2 separate regions of the Mus musculus genome follow, and region 2 is linked to region 1. A link is a contact called in public HiChIP or PLAC-seq data. All regions are on one chromosome and are shown on one strand. Each heading gives the region's core, a stretch centred on a gene start, on an enhancer-like site or on the middle of the called end of the contact. The rest is flanking DNA. Distances are from core to core; before and after follow the strand shown.

The links. HiChIP or PLAC-seq counts read pairs in DNA pulled down with a chosen protein or histone mark.
Region 2: an H3K4me3 HiChIP or PLAC-seq map of bone marrow-derived macrophages shows a contact between it and region 1, with 4 times the contacts expected there. The contact joins two enhancer-like sites. A contact is called at or near these places in 1 of 15 datasets of contacts at CTCF or cohesin (the NIH/3T3 cell line), 1 of 484 Hi-C or Micro-C datasets (bone marrow-derived macrophages), 2 of 115 datasets of contacts at active chromatin or transcription factors (bone marrow-derived macrophages and large pre-B cells) and 1 of 9 other capture datasets (embryonic stem cells).

What each region holds. Positions count from the first base shown.
Region 1 is chr12:70,473,833-70,480,511 of GRCm38.p6, reverse strand. No RefSeq gene overlaps it. Among named protein-coding and RNA genes, the nearest start is that of Tmx1, 24 kb to the right of the region's middle. Within about 2 kb of position 3,556, at least 53 of the 459 cell types and tissues checked have an H3K27ac peak or open chromatin away from gene starts, as enhancers often do. A contact at or near this core is called in bone marrow-derived macrophages, where this site is marked.
Region 2 is chr12:70,848,702-70,855,380 of GRCm38.p6, reverse strand. All of the region lies in intron 1 of Frmd6 (FERM domain containing 6), which reads right to left. Among named protein-coding and RNA genes, the nearest start is that of Frmd6, 27 kb to the right of the region's middle. Within about 2 kb of position 3,675, at least 38 of the 459 cell types and tissues checked have an H3K27ac peak or open chromatin away from gene starts, as enhancers often do. A contact at or near this core is called in bone marrow-derived macrophages, where this site is marked.

The sequences.
Region 1 (6,679 bases), core at 2,307-4,806:
AAGTGTGGACACTATGTCCCTCCTTAGAATTGGGAACAAAACACCCATGGAAGGAGTTACAGAGACAAAGTTTGGAGCTGAGATGAAAGGATGGACCATGTAGAGACTGCCATATCCAGGGATCCACCCCATAATCAGCATCCAAACGCTGACACCATTGCATACCCTAGCAAGATTTTATTGAAAGGACCCAGATGTAGCTATCTCTTCTGAGACTATGCCGGGGCCTAGCAAACACAGAAGTGGATGCTCACAGTCAGCTAATGGATGGATCACAGGGCTCCCAATGGAGGAGCTAGAGAAAGAACCCAAGGAGCTAAAGGGATCTGCAACCCTATAGGTGGAACAACATTATGAACTAACCAGTACCCCGGAGCTCTTGACTCTAGCTGCATATGTATCAAAAGATGGCCTAATCGGCCATCAGTGGAAAGAGAGGCCCATTGGACACGTAAACTTTGTATGCCCCAGTACAGGGGAACGCCAGGGCCAAAAAGGGGGAGTGGGTGTGTAGGGGAGTGGGGGTGGGTGGGTATGGGGGACTTTTGGTATAGCATTGGAAATGTAAATGAGCTAAATACCTAATAAAAAATGGAAAAAAAATAAAATAAATAACAAGTTTACAAGAAGGAGAAAAGAAAAGTCCCAAGTATTGTGACTGCTATAAAAATGTTTTTTAAAAACCTGCATGTGAATGTGTGTATTTGATATACACCCATGTACTACTGCCAAGCTGTCTTCTGTATTACTGATTCTTGTATCAGTGTGGGCAGAATGCCTGAGGAGAAACTCCAAGGAGCATCATTTGTTTTAGCTCAGTTTTTGAGACCTCAGTCTCATTATAGGTTGGCCCCACAAGCTTGGGAGAACATCACAGTGGAGAGAGAATGTCAACAGCTCACATCATGGTTTCTGAGAAACAGTGGGCAGAAGGGATCACGACATACTCTAGAGACTCACACATAGTGGTCTACTTACTCCAGCCTAGGTTCTACCTCCCACCTTTTCCAAACCTCTGGAAATAGTGTCACTATCTGGTGAGCAAGCATTCAAAGCAGTGGACTGTGGGGGCATTGTAAATTCAAGCCACAAGAGCCTAGAAGCAATGAGCATAGCTTCAAGAGCTTAGATTCTAAGTACTGCTCTCAGGATGGGCATGGCAATTAGCATACTTTTAATCCCAGCACTCCAGAGGCAAAAGCAGACAGATCACTGTGAGTTCAAGGCTAGTCTGGTCCACATAGTGAGTTCTCAGATAGCCAGGGTTAAGCACTATCAAAACAAACAAGAAACATTCTCTAATAAACAGAACAAAAGCTCATTGGAAAAACGATTGATTCCAGGCCTGCAATAGGACAACATGATACCAGAAAGGGAGTGTTCAAAGTAAGAAATGAACATTCAAAGGACATAGGAGTAACTCAGGGACATTCCCAACGGCAAGGGCTGAAGCACTCTGAATAACAGTTCACATCACAATCACAGAAGATTTTGCCTGGGAGCCAAAGTAAACTAACACACACGGAAGAGATAAGAGAAGACCAACATCAAGCAAATCTCTTAAATAACTGTTATACATAACTAGCAATGGATGGTAAAAATCTTCTAAGAAATGTAACAGGTCCCTAGTCTCCGAAGCACCCACTGGTTACAGAAGAAAGCACAGGCGCCTTAGAGCCCAGAGGTCGGACACAACCGTGTCAGAGACCAAGGGAAGCACCATCCTGTGCTAAGACACTCTGAAAGCAGGTATTCCCACATCTCACTCCCAGGAACAAGGCACAAGTGGACCTCTCTGGTATACTTGCAAAAAGAAAAAAAAAAGTCTAATCTCATTCTAATCATAAGAAAATACCCCAATACCTCACAAACCGCAGCAGACTGAGAATCTCTGAAGCAACAGACAGTGACCTTCAAATACATTAAGGCCATGAAACACCCAGGAAGGCTGGTCTTGCAGAATCTCGGCACTTTACCGGGAAACCTGTTAAAAATCCGAGTAAGATTTAATGGTGGATTAATAGTATGGTATCAGTGGTCATCTCCTTATCGATCTGTTGAATACATACTAATAAGAGGGGATGCTGATTAAGTACACAGGGGACTCTCTGTGTTCTTTTTAACAAGTCTAGTTTGTGAACCAATACATATTTCAAGATAACTGGAACCTCGGAGTTGAACGCTTCCGAGTACTTCCAGTCTTTAGGGAATGATAAGGTGAAATACCTTTTTTGTTATTCCTTGATTGAAACCTTCAGATACTGCTGCATAAATCATGTCGGAAGAGTGCTGAAAGCTATCTCCAGTCAGTAGAATAATATCTTGTTAAAGTATCAGAAAATAAAACCTAGCCCACGTATCCTTGGCAGATCTGTGAAAACGGGGATGATAATGAGTGGTTTCTTTCTTCACAGATATATAGCTTCCGGTGCAGTAAATAGTCACCGAAGGCATACTGTGCGCTCAGAATTCATCGGACTCACATTAACGTCGCCGCATTTTGTGGGGCATCTGTTATCCACCACCAAGACTTTCCATAGATCGTTTTGGTTCCACTTCTTGTACTCGGTGCCTGCAATGGCTAAGGTTAGCCAACAGGAGGCAGAACACAACATCTAAATATTTTCCAGCCTTGTTTCCCAGGCAAACAGTTCTGAGAAAAACTGGAAGACTATCTCCCATCAATAACTGAGTAGTTGTCAGCCACACAGAAACCAACTCGGCAATAGATCTCAGTACTGCCCCCTGGGGCCCGTTCTGCTCCTTTGCGCTCTCAGCCTAGCTTAATGGGATCACTTCCACATGACCTACTTGCTCACTCACCCTTGTCTCAGGGACTGTAGAGAGGGATCATGGAGGCTCAAGCGAAGAAAGTGATACAGGCTATCCCTTAGAGCCAATCAGTGGGAGTACTCACAAAACCCACAAAATATCCATTACTACGGCAGACTGAATCTGACAATTCTACTCCATTATGAAAAAACTGTTCCAGATTCCGGTGTGGGACTGAGAACACGGGCCAAGAGGGCTTTCTACGGTCAGGGAGAGAAAACTTAGGAAGTAAGTCAAGTTGTACTTTTATTTTAATTATTTATTTATTTGCCACCCAAACAAACAGACACCTCAGCACTGCCCCCTGCCTTCTTGTGCTCCCTAAAGCAGCCTGTCACTGGGGATCAACAATGATGAAAAAGGACATTTTGATCTAGTTTGAAAACTTTATTTATGCTGCGTTTTCTCCCTGGAGAGATTTCCCGAGTTAAATAGTAGACAGTGTGCCCATTTGTTTTGAGTGGAATCCAAGAGAAGCACGAAGTATCAGTTATCCTTTCTGCTGCTCGATCTGAACAGCGCAAGCTGCCTGTCTGCTCTCCGCAGCCACGCCCAGGCGCTCTGTGCCTGAAGTGCGAAGCTTTGCTTCTTCTCCTTGTTCAGTTTTTCTTCCTTTCCTGTGGTGTTGGCCAGGTGCTGGGCAAACTCTAGCACTGAGCTCCGCCTCCAGGTGCCCAGGGCTTCCTGTCCTGACAGTAATGCCTGCTTGTCATCGAGGTTAGCTATTTCCCTGAAGAAAAACAAAACAGGAACTATGGAGTTAGCGTTTAGTTAGTCAGTGCCCAAGTTCCTTATTGCCTTGGGGGAAAAAAACAAACAAACAAGCAAACAAACAATAAATAGCAGCTGGGGACAGCCACGAAGCATAGCACACTAAATGTGGTTTTCAAGGGACCAGGCAAAGATCTGAGGGTAATTGAGTCAGAGGGCTCCTTCTATGATGAAAGACACTTCCTAAGTATAATATACACACATATACACTAACACACACACACACACACACACACACACACACACACACACACACACACACTCATACCGAGACAGACAGACAGACAGACAGACAGACAGACAGACAGACAGAGACAAAGACAGAGAAACAGAGGGAGAGAGGGAGGGAGGGAGGGAGAAAGAGAGAATGACAAAGAGATGGAGAATTTTACTGTAAAGTGAAACAGACTCAAGTTAACACACCAGAGAGGGTGACACATCAAGACCATTACGTGTGCTCCCTCAGCATGCGGACTCCCAGGGCACATCACTTCCATCTACTGCTTTCAGTTTTCCTTAGGATGAACTCTCTAAGGAAAAAAAGTTTTTCCTGAAACATTCTCTTAAACAGCAAACTCTAACACCCACTAACCCACCTTGTGTATTGTACAATAAACCCAGCCAGAAGGACCTGTCTTAGTTAGGGTTAATATTGCTATAATTAAAAAAAAAATGACCAAAAGCAAACTGTGGAGTAAAGGGTTTATTTATCTGGCTTACACTTCACTGCTCATCCCTGGAGGAGTGTCAGAACAGGAACTCAAAACGGAATGCTGCTTACTGGCTTGCTTCATATACCTTGCTCAGCCTGCTTGCTTATAGAACCCAGGACCACCAGCCCAGGGATGGCATCACCCACAATGGGCTGGGTCCTCCTCCACCAATCACTAAGAGAATGCCCTACAGTAGGATCTGATAAAGCCATTTTCTCAATTGAGACTCCCTCCCCTGATGACTCTAGCTTGTGTCAAGTTGACATAAAAGTAGCCAGCACAGGACCCTAGGACCAAGGAAAGATGAGTGCTAGAAAAATACATGACCATAAATAAACATATGTAAAACTCCACACAAATTAAGGGGACTCAAGCCATACTGACGGCTAGATCATACATAATTCAAAACCCCGACTCTGCTGGTCTATACAAATAAACAAGGCTTGCATCTTGCCAAATGAATGAAAGTTTTCCTAATATCAATCTTCCCTCAGCAAGAAAGCTAATTACAAATGTACCTTTTCCCAGATTAAACAAAATTATTTTTGTTTAATTAATTAATCCCGTTAATTATTTTTACCAAATTGCCCTCTGTTATACCTAAATTTCTTCAGAAGGCAGCTGTCAAGAATTTTCTTTACAATTTTCTCCTGCCTTGAGGAAAGTCACTCTCTACATGTGTGTTCAATCACGTCACACTGCTATCTACAAATGTTGAGACACATTCATAGCTATCCTGGGACACATGTGACCCACAGGCCACAGGCGGGACATACCAGAATAAAACACTTAAGGGCTAATTTTATAGAAGGTATACATAGAAGTAAAAACCCCAGCATTTATGCACTTATAACACCTCATATTTTAAATTTTCCCTAAAAGAAGACTTTATCAATTGGAGCTAAGAGCTGGTTGAGTAGAAAGCAGGGATACAAACCCTCAGCTGGCTTAGCAATAGTTCCTAGCCAAAGGGAGAAACAAAAGCATTGTCTTTAACTTCAGGATGCAGAGGTTAAGTTAAACTCATCACACGTTCATGACATTATTATCCTTATGCCCTGGTTTGTAGATTCCCCAGTGTAACAAAAGAGTTACCTTGTATAATAAGTTTTATTTATGTTCAATGTTTGCAAAATACTAAAAGGAAAGCAGCTTTTTAAAGTACAAAATCATTACACCAAAAAAAGCACTTCTGTTCCAGGTACTATATTTAGTAAGAGGGAAACCTAAAAAGACTACTAAGGTAGACACAGCCAAACAATTTGTGTATCCTCTCCACTCCCCACCCCACCCCCACTGCCCCACTCCCGACAGGGTCTGACTATACAGCCCTGGCTGTCCTGTCGTGGAACACTCTGTAGACCAGGTTGGCCTTGAATTCACAGGGATTTGCCAAGTGCTGGGATTAAAGGCATGCGCCACTACACCTGGCTCGGGTAATTTTTAAAAATCGCTCTAAAGTCATGAATAGAGTCACTTGAGAAACTCCGCAGGGACCAAGAAGTGAAGTGGGCAGCTGTCCTTAGAGCTGCCGGGTAGGCTTTAGTTTACTGGAGAAAGGCACTGGGGTGCCAAGGCAGACAAGAACCGCACATTTACTCACGCTATGGGCTAGGAAAAGGTGCCCATTCAGTCTGGCCTGTACACAAGGGCAAAATTCTGCCCATTCTTGGGAGTGGAAATTGTCAAGTGAAAACATGACTGGTAGAAGTGAATGCAAATTCTAGGGCATCACACATGGACCAGAGGGGCACCCCTGGAATTCAGGCCTCCATGGATTTACACATTAGTAAATGAGAGCTTCCAGCCAGAGTTCCAGATACACAAGAGGGAGCCAATCACATGGCTGACAGAGCCCAGCAGAAACCAGCACCAGAGACAATGACTGCAGAAAAGAACGGGAGGTCTCAGGCTCCCTGTGTTTACACGTGAGAAGCAGGAATGGGCTTATCTCACTAACAGAGTGTCTAGAAATGTAAACTCTATCACTGAATTCAGAAACAGAGAGAGAGAGAGAGAGAGCACAAACAGAAGATCGGGTATGGTTGAAGAAGGAATTAATGAATTTGAAAATAGTTCTGAGGAAATTACTTAGAAGGAAGTAAAGAGAAGAAAGATGTATAAAAGAATCAAATAGAAACCAAGGGCACACAATGTTTAACATTAATCTAGTAAGGTCGGAAGAAAGAGAGATTTTTAAGGAAGAGACAATATTCAATTACATAAGGACTAAAAAGTTTCCTAAAATGATAGATGATTAAAATCCTCAGATCAAAAAGCCCCAAAGAGTCTTTAATAGTGTAGGGAAAGAGATGGGGACAGATTCTAACCGGAGTGCAAACCACAAGTCACTCAGGAAGAAA
Region 2 (6,679 bases), core at 2,426-4,925, 370 kb before region 1:
TATTGCTTCTTGACTTGAACAGAGCGTGTGAAGAACCAAACAAGTATGTCACATTGTGATAAAACAGCTGACACAATCTCCTACATCATGGCTGGCATGGCCAATCACTATAACGTATACTGCATTATCTACAGAAACAGTCATAAAGATAGTCACATCTTTGGATTTAACAACCGCACTTCTGGAGCAATAATCGCACGGGAGCATATTACACCTGGGAACAAACACATCCAGTGAAATAGCATGCATCTAAGAAACGGATGTGTATATGTGGCAAGGTGCTTGTAAACCATAGTGCATCAGAGATGCCGTCAGGAAGAGCCATTTGCCACACGTCCTTCCAATGACAAACACCACACCAGCCATGGCCACTATGCACCTTTGCAGTACAACTACAGGAGCAATGCAGGGATCCAAACCAATAAATAAGTAACCGGTTTGCTCCTGAGCACCCTGATGCTTGGTGAAATCTTCCTAGTTGAATAGCCTATGTTTGAAATTTTTGGGACGAGACCAGAATGTTTCAGGTTCTAGAGGTTTGCCAGTTTTGGAACACCTGCCTAGATATAACAGCAAAAGTTCCTAATGTGAGCCTCCGACATGGAAAACTTCTGGAGTGTCCTGGTGACAGGTGCCTATAAAGCTTCTGGTGCCACAGCATTCCAGCTTATGATGTCATATGAGGAGACGACCAGCCTGTGTGTGTGCTTGTTATCCCTCAGACCGCTGCTAGATTCTGGCCACCAGAGATCATGAGGACTCCTCTGAGAGGGGTCAAAGACAACGCAGTAGAAACAACAGAGAGTTAATACTATTATACCCTAGCTAAATGCTAAGTGCTGCTATCAAATGGGCCGGCACACTTGTCAGGAGGACGGCCACTCAGACAATCACCTGCTTCAGCTATCCTGACGGTTTTTTTCAAGCTCTACTGTTGCTATTCCAACTCCTGATCCCAACCTCTGCCTCTCCATCATTATTTCCTGTAACATTGCACTCTACTTGCTTGAGCGAGAAGGTTAAGCGGAGGGCAAGGCAGCGGAGGTACTCGAGGAAGCCACAGTGACTTTTCTTGCCCTATTCCGTCAAAGCAGACTTGGATGCCTGTTTTCTAGACTGCAGGGACAAGCACCATTCTATTGCTCAGTGCCTAGAAAGGCTTTGTTCTTAGGGCCCATAAAAGGGGTCAGGGCCATCCGTCATTCTTCCTAAAACCCTGACACAAATGTCATATTTGCCCCACTCATACCGCAGAGAAAATGAAGTTAAGTCACTCAGTTAAATAGCACTCCTACATTTGAATTCTTAGTTGAGGAACACAGGTTCACATGGCATAGTGTACTGGCTAGTTTTGTGTCAACTTGACACAGCTGGAGTTATCACAAAGAAAGGAACTTCAGGCATTTTCTCAATTAGTGATCAAGGGGGAAAGGCCCCTTGGTGGGACCATCTCTGGGCTGGTAGTCCTGGGTTCTATAAGAGAGCAGGCTGAGCAAGCCAGGAGAAGCAAGCCAGTAAAGAACATCCCTCCATGGCCTCTGCATCAGCTCCTGCTTCCTGCCCTGCTTGAGTTCCAGTCCTGACTTCCTTCAGTGATGAACAGCAATGTGGAAATGTAAGCTGAATAAACCCTTTCCTTCCCAACTTGCTTCTTGGTCATGATGTTTGTGCAGGAATAGAAACCCTGACTAAGACAGCATAGTGATAAAATGAAAACAGACAACCTGATTTGTTTTGATAGCTAATCTTTCAAATCAGAAAGACTGGGGTTGGGGAGATGGGGTAAATAACAGAGTGATCTTCAATGCTTAAAAGATCTGAGTGCTCTATAAACATTTAAAAATTATCTTAGAAGGGAAAAATAACATCCCTCTTCCTGTACTCCACCCTTTGGATAACCCGCTCCATGACGACTGCTTTTCTCACCAGGATTTCCACATTCTCAGACTAGCAGGACTTCCTGCTACTCTGTTACCAACCTGTACCTCTGGCCATGAATAATGCATGTGTTTGCACCTGTAGTGATTCTCTGGAACACACGACAGCCTAGGCACTGTGGTCCTCCGTCACTCATGTTCTGGGTCACTGCGACTCATTTCACTGCCTTTCTTTTGCTTTTACCAAGCTGTTTCCTCTGCCCAGAACATCCTCCCTCGCATCCTGTCCCATCTGCCAACTTCTTCAAGAAAACAAACCCCATCCTTCCTGCTCCCTAGACAGTGCAGGTGCAGGTCTAGGAAGCCTGTCTCCTGGTCCCTGGCTGTCAGCAGCTGCTGCCTCTGCTCCTGGTCAGCGGGGAGCTCGTCCTTTGGCTGGGACAGGTTTTTATTAGCTTGCTAATGCTTGGAACAGCTCCCCTGCTACACTGGGAACCTTGCTGAGACCTGCTGAAGACTCACTGGGAACCCCTGTGAGACTTGCTGAATTTATTTTAGACTTGCTAGCCAAAAAAAAAAAAAAAAAAAAAAAAAAAAGAAAGCAAAGAAATTCCTTAGTGATTAAGTGATATTATGTTCCTTAAACAGCCTTTGGCTCATAACTGTAATCCTAACATTCAGTCAGCTGAGGCAGGAAGGTTGTTGAGTGGTTGAGTGTTTCAGCCCCTGCCTGAACTACACAGTGAATTATAGGGCAGCCTGGCTACAGAGTGGGACCCTGTCTCAAACACTAACGAATAATCAAGCAAGCAAGCAAACAAATAAATAAATAAATCCTTTTTCCTCTATGGATATTCAGTACTGACCACAGCTTTTTTAATATCTACAAGAGTATAGACACAATGATTACATCTTGTCTTTTCCTCAAAACACATCCCCAATACTCTCAACAAAGAGTATTTAAAAAGTCTCCATATTTCTGTTACAGCAATTTTTATTAAAATATACACATATTAAGCCAGGGAGTGGTGGCACATGCCTTTAATCCCAGCACTTAGGAGGCAGAGGCAGGTGGATTTCTGAGTTTGAGGCTAGCCTGGTCTACAGAGTGAGTTCTAAGACAAGCCAGGGCTACACAAAGAAACCCTGTCTCGGAAAAAAAAACAAAAACAAAAAACAACCCCCCCCCCAAAAAAAAAAACCAAAACCAAAACCAAACCCTCCCCCAATAACAACAACAACAACAAAACTCAAACCAAACAAACAAAAAAAACAACCCCCCACTCCACAAATACACATACAAAAAAGGCATTGGTTTGATTCCCCAAATTGCAAGTGCCAAAAAACCACCCCAGGGAAATGGAAACTTGGACACTAGAGCCAACTGCTTGGTTCTGACTCTGTTCACTGATGGACTCACCAGTCATTTACTAGCTGTATGACTCTGGGTGTGTCCTACTCCCTTTCTGTACAGAACATGTGTTGTAGGGTACTGTAAGGCACAGGGTAAGGACAAATCTCGACTATTTACACAGCCTGACTCATTAAGTAATTTAAGGAGAATGTATAAAGCTAATGACTTAAGTGGATTTGATGGAGGAGCACACAATGTCATCTAGGACCTGATTTCTTCCTGACACCTTGACATCTGAAGGCTGGTGGTGTCTCTCAGAGGGGCTTCATTAACTAGAATGCGGTAGCACACAAGGATCCTCAGCTAAGGGTCAAAGGTCATGGGTCACAATGCCCCATCAAAGCAGCAACAAGTCCGTTTCTACATCCGGGGGTAGAACCAACTTCCTCTAGTACCACAGGGAAGCCAGGATAGTGTGGCTGGGTAGGCAGTCAGCAGAGAGGGCAGAAGCAATGCTGGAAATTCACGGATTTTAAACCACAGAAACTTTTATTTCCTCAGCGTTCTGCATTCAAAAGTCATAGCAGGCTTAGCACTGAGGCACAAAAATTCCTTTCAGCCAAGATGAACTTCCAGCCTGACACAGCCAACAAAAAGTGCTGTTCTCAGGGAAAACACTGGCCCGAAAAGCATCTGCTTCTAATTTCTACAATGAAATCTTTGATTCCTTCATTCACGGGACTTGCACTCAATTCCATCTGACACAGGAATTATGGTTTTGTAAATGATAACTTTGTTGTGAAATTCTCATTAATACACACACACACACACACACACACACACACACACATATTTAAAACTAACTTTTTGATGTTTTTCCTGAAATACTTTTGTTCAAAGAGAACACAGTTACAATGACTTCAAGAAAGATGGAATGAAACATTTGAGAAGTTGCTATCTGTTTTTGGAAGACCACTTTTTCCATATCATTAAATAGTTCCTCATAGGAATACACATACAAGTTGGAAACAGAGACATCCCCTGCCAAGAGTAAAGCATTCAGTGTTCAAACCGCTCACAGGGAAAAGACGTGAACTATAGCTAAAGATGAATAAATATAAATCTCAAAAATGGTGCAAAAATCAAATTAACAGGAAGATATGACACAATCTCTATGACTAACAAGTTCAAAAACAGTCAAAAATAAAGAATGACTCGTTTAGGAAGACAAAGGAATGATTAATCTCAAAACTGCATTAAAAATTACATAAGACATTTTAAGCTCTTTTCTATGTGTGAACTTCCAATTTAGAAGGTGACATCAGTGAGTATGGACAGCAAAAATCACCACACACTGGTGGCTGAGTTTTAAAACGATATACAAGCCTGCCACACTGCACAATGGGACCCACTGAGAACTGTGTGCAGTTTATCACATTCTACATTATTATAAAAGATTCCACCTACCACATAATTGCTATCACAGCTTTGAGACTGAAAAACAACCTCCAGGGCGCTCAGTGTTAGTGAGAGCTTAGGAGACATTTAGTGATAACATGTGTGTTCCTGTCTCGAGTTTCAAAGTACATTAAACAGAAACACTGTAACAAAGTACAACCAGAGAAATCTTCACCTCTGTGGTACTTGGGAACTTGACAGGCAAAAAAAACTGTCATTTAAGCAAATGACCCTGCCAATGTGGGCTGGGCTTTTCCTTATAGGATTTTCCTTCCCTGCTTTAAAACAGCAATGAATATGAGATAATTTAAATCTCTCTGGAAAGTATAATAGTTATAAATTTAATAGAAAGTTAAACATTTGGAAGCATTTGACTACGTCAAACATACTCAAGTGCTAATAAAATGTCTTTTAAAAAAAATCTGACAGCCATAGAATTATATGGGAAAACTTACGAAGCTAGAGAAAGACTTTGACACGCCAGAAATTCAACTTTTATCCCTATATATATTAACTATGAGGCTGAGATTACACTGTTACACAGACACACCCAGACATGTGGTAGTTCCACAAGGTATGGCTTCGTACATGCATACATATACACATGACCTGTGCATATGTAATCTGGGGACAGACACCCTTTTCAGTAAAAGATCAAAAGCACAGTCTACAGGCATCAAAGGAAAACGGTCCAACAAAGCTTTACACTGCTATGAAGTCTTGTTTTACACCCCCTTGGGGATTTTGCTTTGAATACATGAGTTGGAGACCGTCATATACAGATGGAGCTGTAATTTATGGCTTTAAAAGTACTTAAGGAAAATGATAAAAGTATGTGCTCTGTGCCTGACCTATTTTTTACAGCTTCACAAAATGTTCACCATAGCTACTTTCACACAGGGAGTCTCTATCAGACACATTAAAAACATCTGCTCCGGCCCCGCCTTGGTGAAGAGTCCCAAAAGTGTCATCAAACTCATGAGCTGGTCTGCTCTGTGGAGATCAAGGTGGGTTGTGTCGTCGCTGTTAAGTGGCTGTTGGAAGATGGGGGAAAGCCAGGCTACGGCCCTTATATTGTTCCCCAGGGAAACTTCACCTTGACGCTGTCTCTTACCTAGTAGCCAGTATTTAGTTCCTTCAGCTTCTGGAAGGTAACTACCAAAATCAGACAGGTCCGCCAGCTGGAATGTTATTTTTGAACGGAACGGCATTTACCTGTGGGGTAGCATTCTGCATGGCTCCCCCCATTCACAGGTCTTATTTCTCTAACTCTTATTACTAGGGTTTTGAAATAAGATGCAAATCGGGGGCAATGTAATTATTCTTCTACGGGGATGGAAACGGAGGCGTGTGCTGCGCCTCTGTGCCCTGTGGTATGTGAGAGGCTGACTGAGTGCAAGAGTGAGTCAGGACCAGCCTAGTCCAGTTACCTCGCTCTGACCCACCTGTCACTGGAGTCCTGGTAGTGCGATGTGCATCTCCCTCCACACAGCACATTCCTTCTTGCGGTAATCACCCGCTGATGCTGTGAGAGACTTACAGTCTAGTTCTTAAAGGGTGTGGAGGAAGGAAATCAGAATCACACCTCACCCTACACTAACATGTTTAATCTTCCATGAAAAATGGAGCCATATGCCTCAACCTTGAAGGTTACAGTTTTTAAAAGTCCCAAGTCAAACAAAACCAGAAACTACCCCACCTTAGCTCTGTACTTTTTTCATAAGGCTGTGACCACACCGGAAAGGCAGCTTATTCCTGGGATGAGCCAGGGACTTTCAGCCTGGGTGAACTGGCTAGGTGGCTCATCTGTGGCCAGCTGTCACTCACAGCAGGACCAATGCCCATCACCAGTGGTGCAGCACCACCCTATCAACTCCATCAATCCTAACTGGGACAAGCCTAGCTCTTGCTCGTAGCCTCAGAACCATTTCATCTGAGTCAGAAGCAAAGCCTTTTGAATGCTTTAAGTAAAAGCGTGCATCTTGCCAGC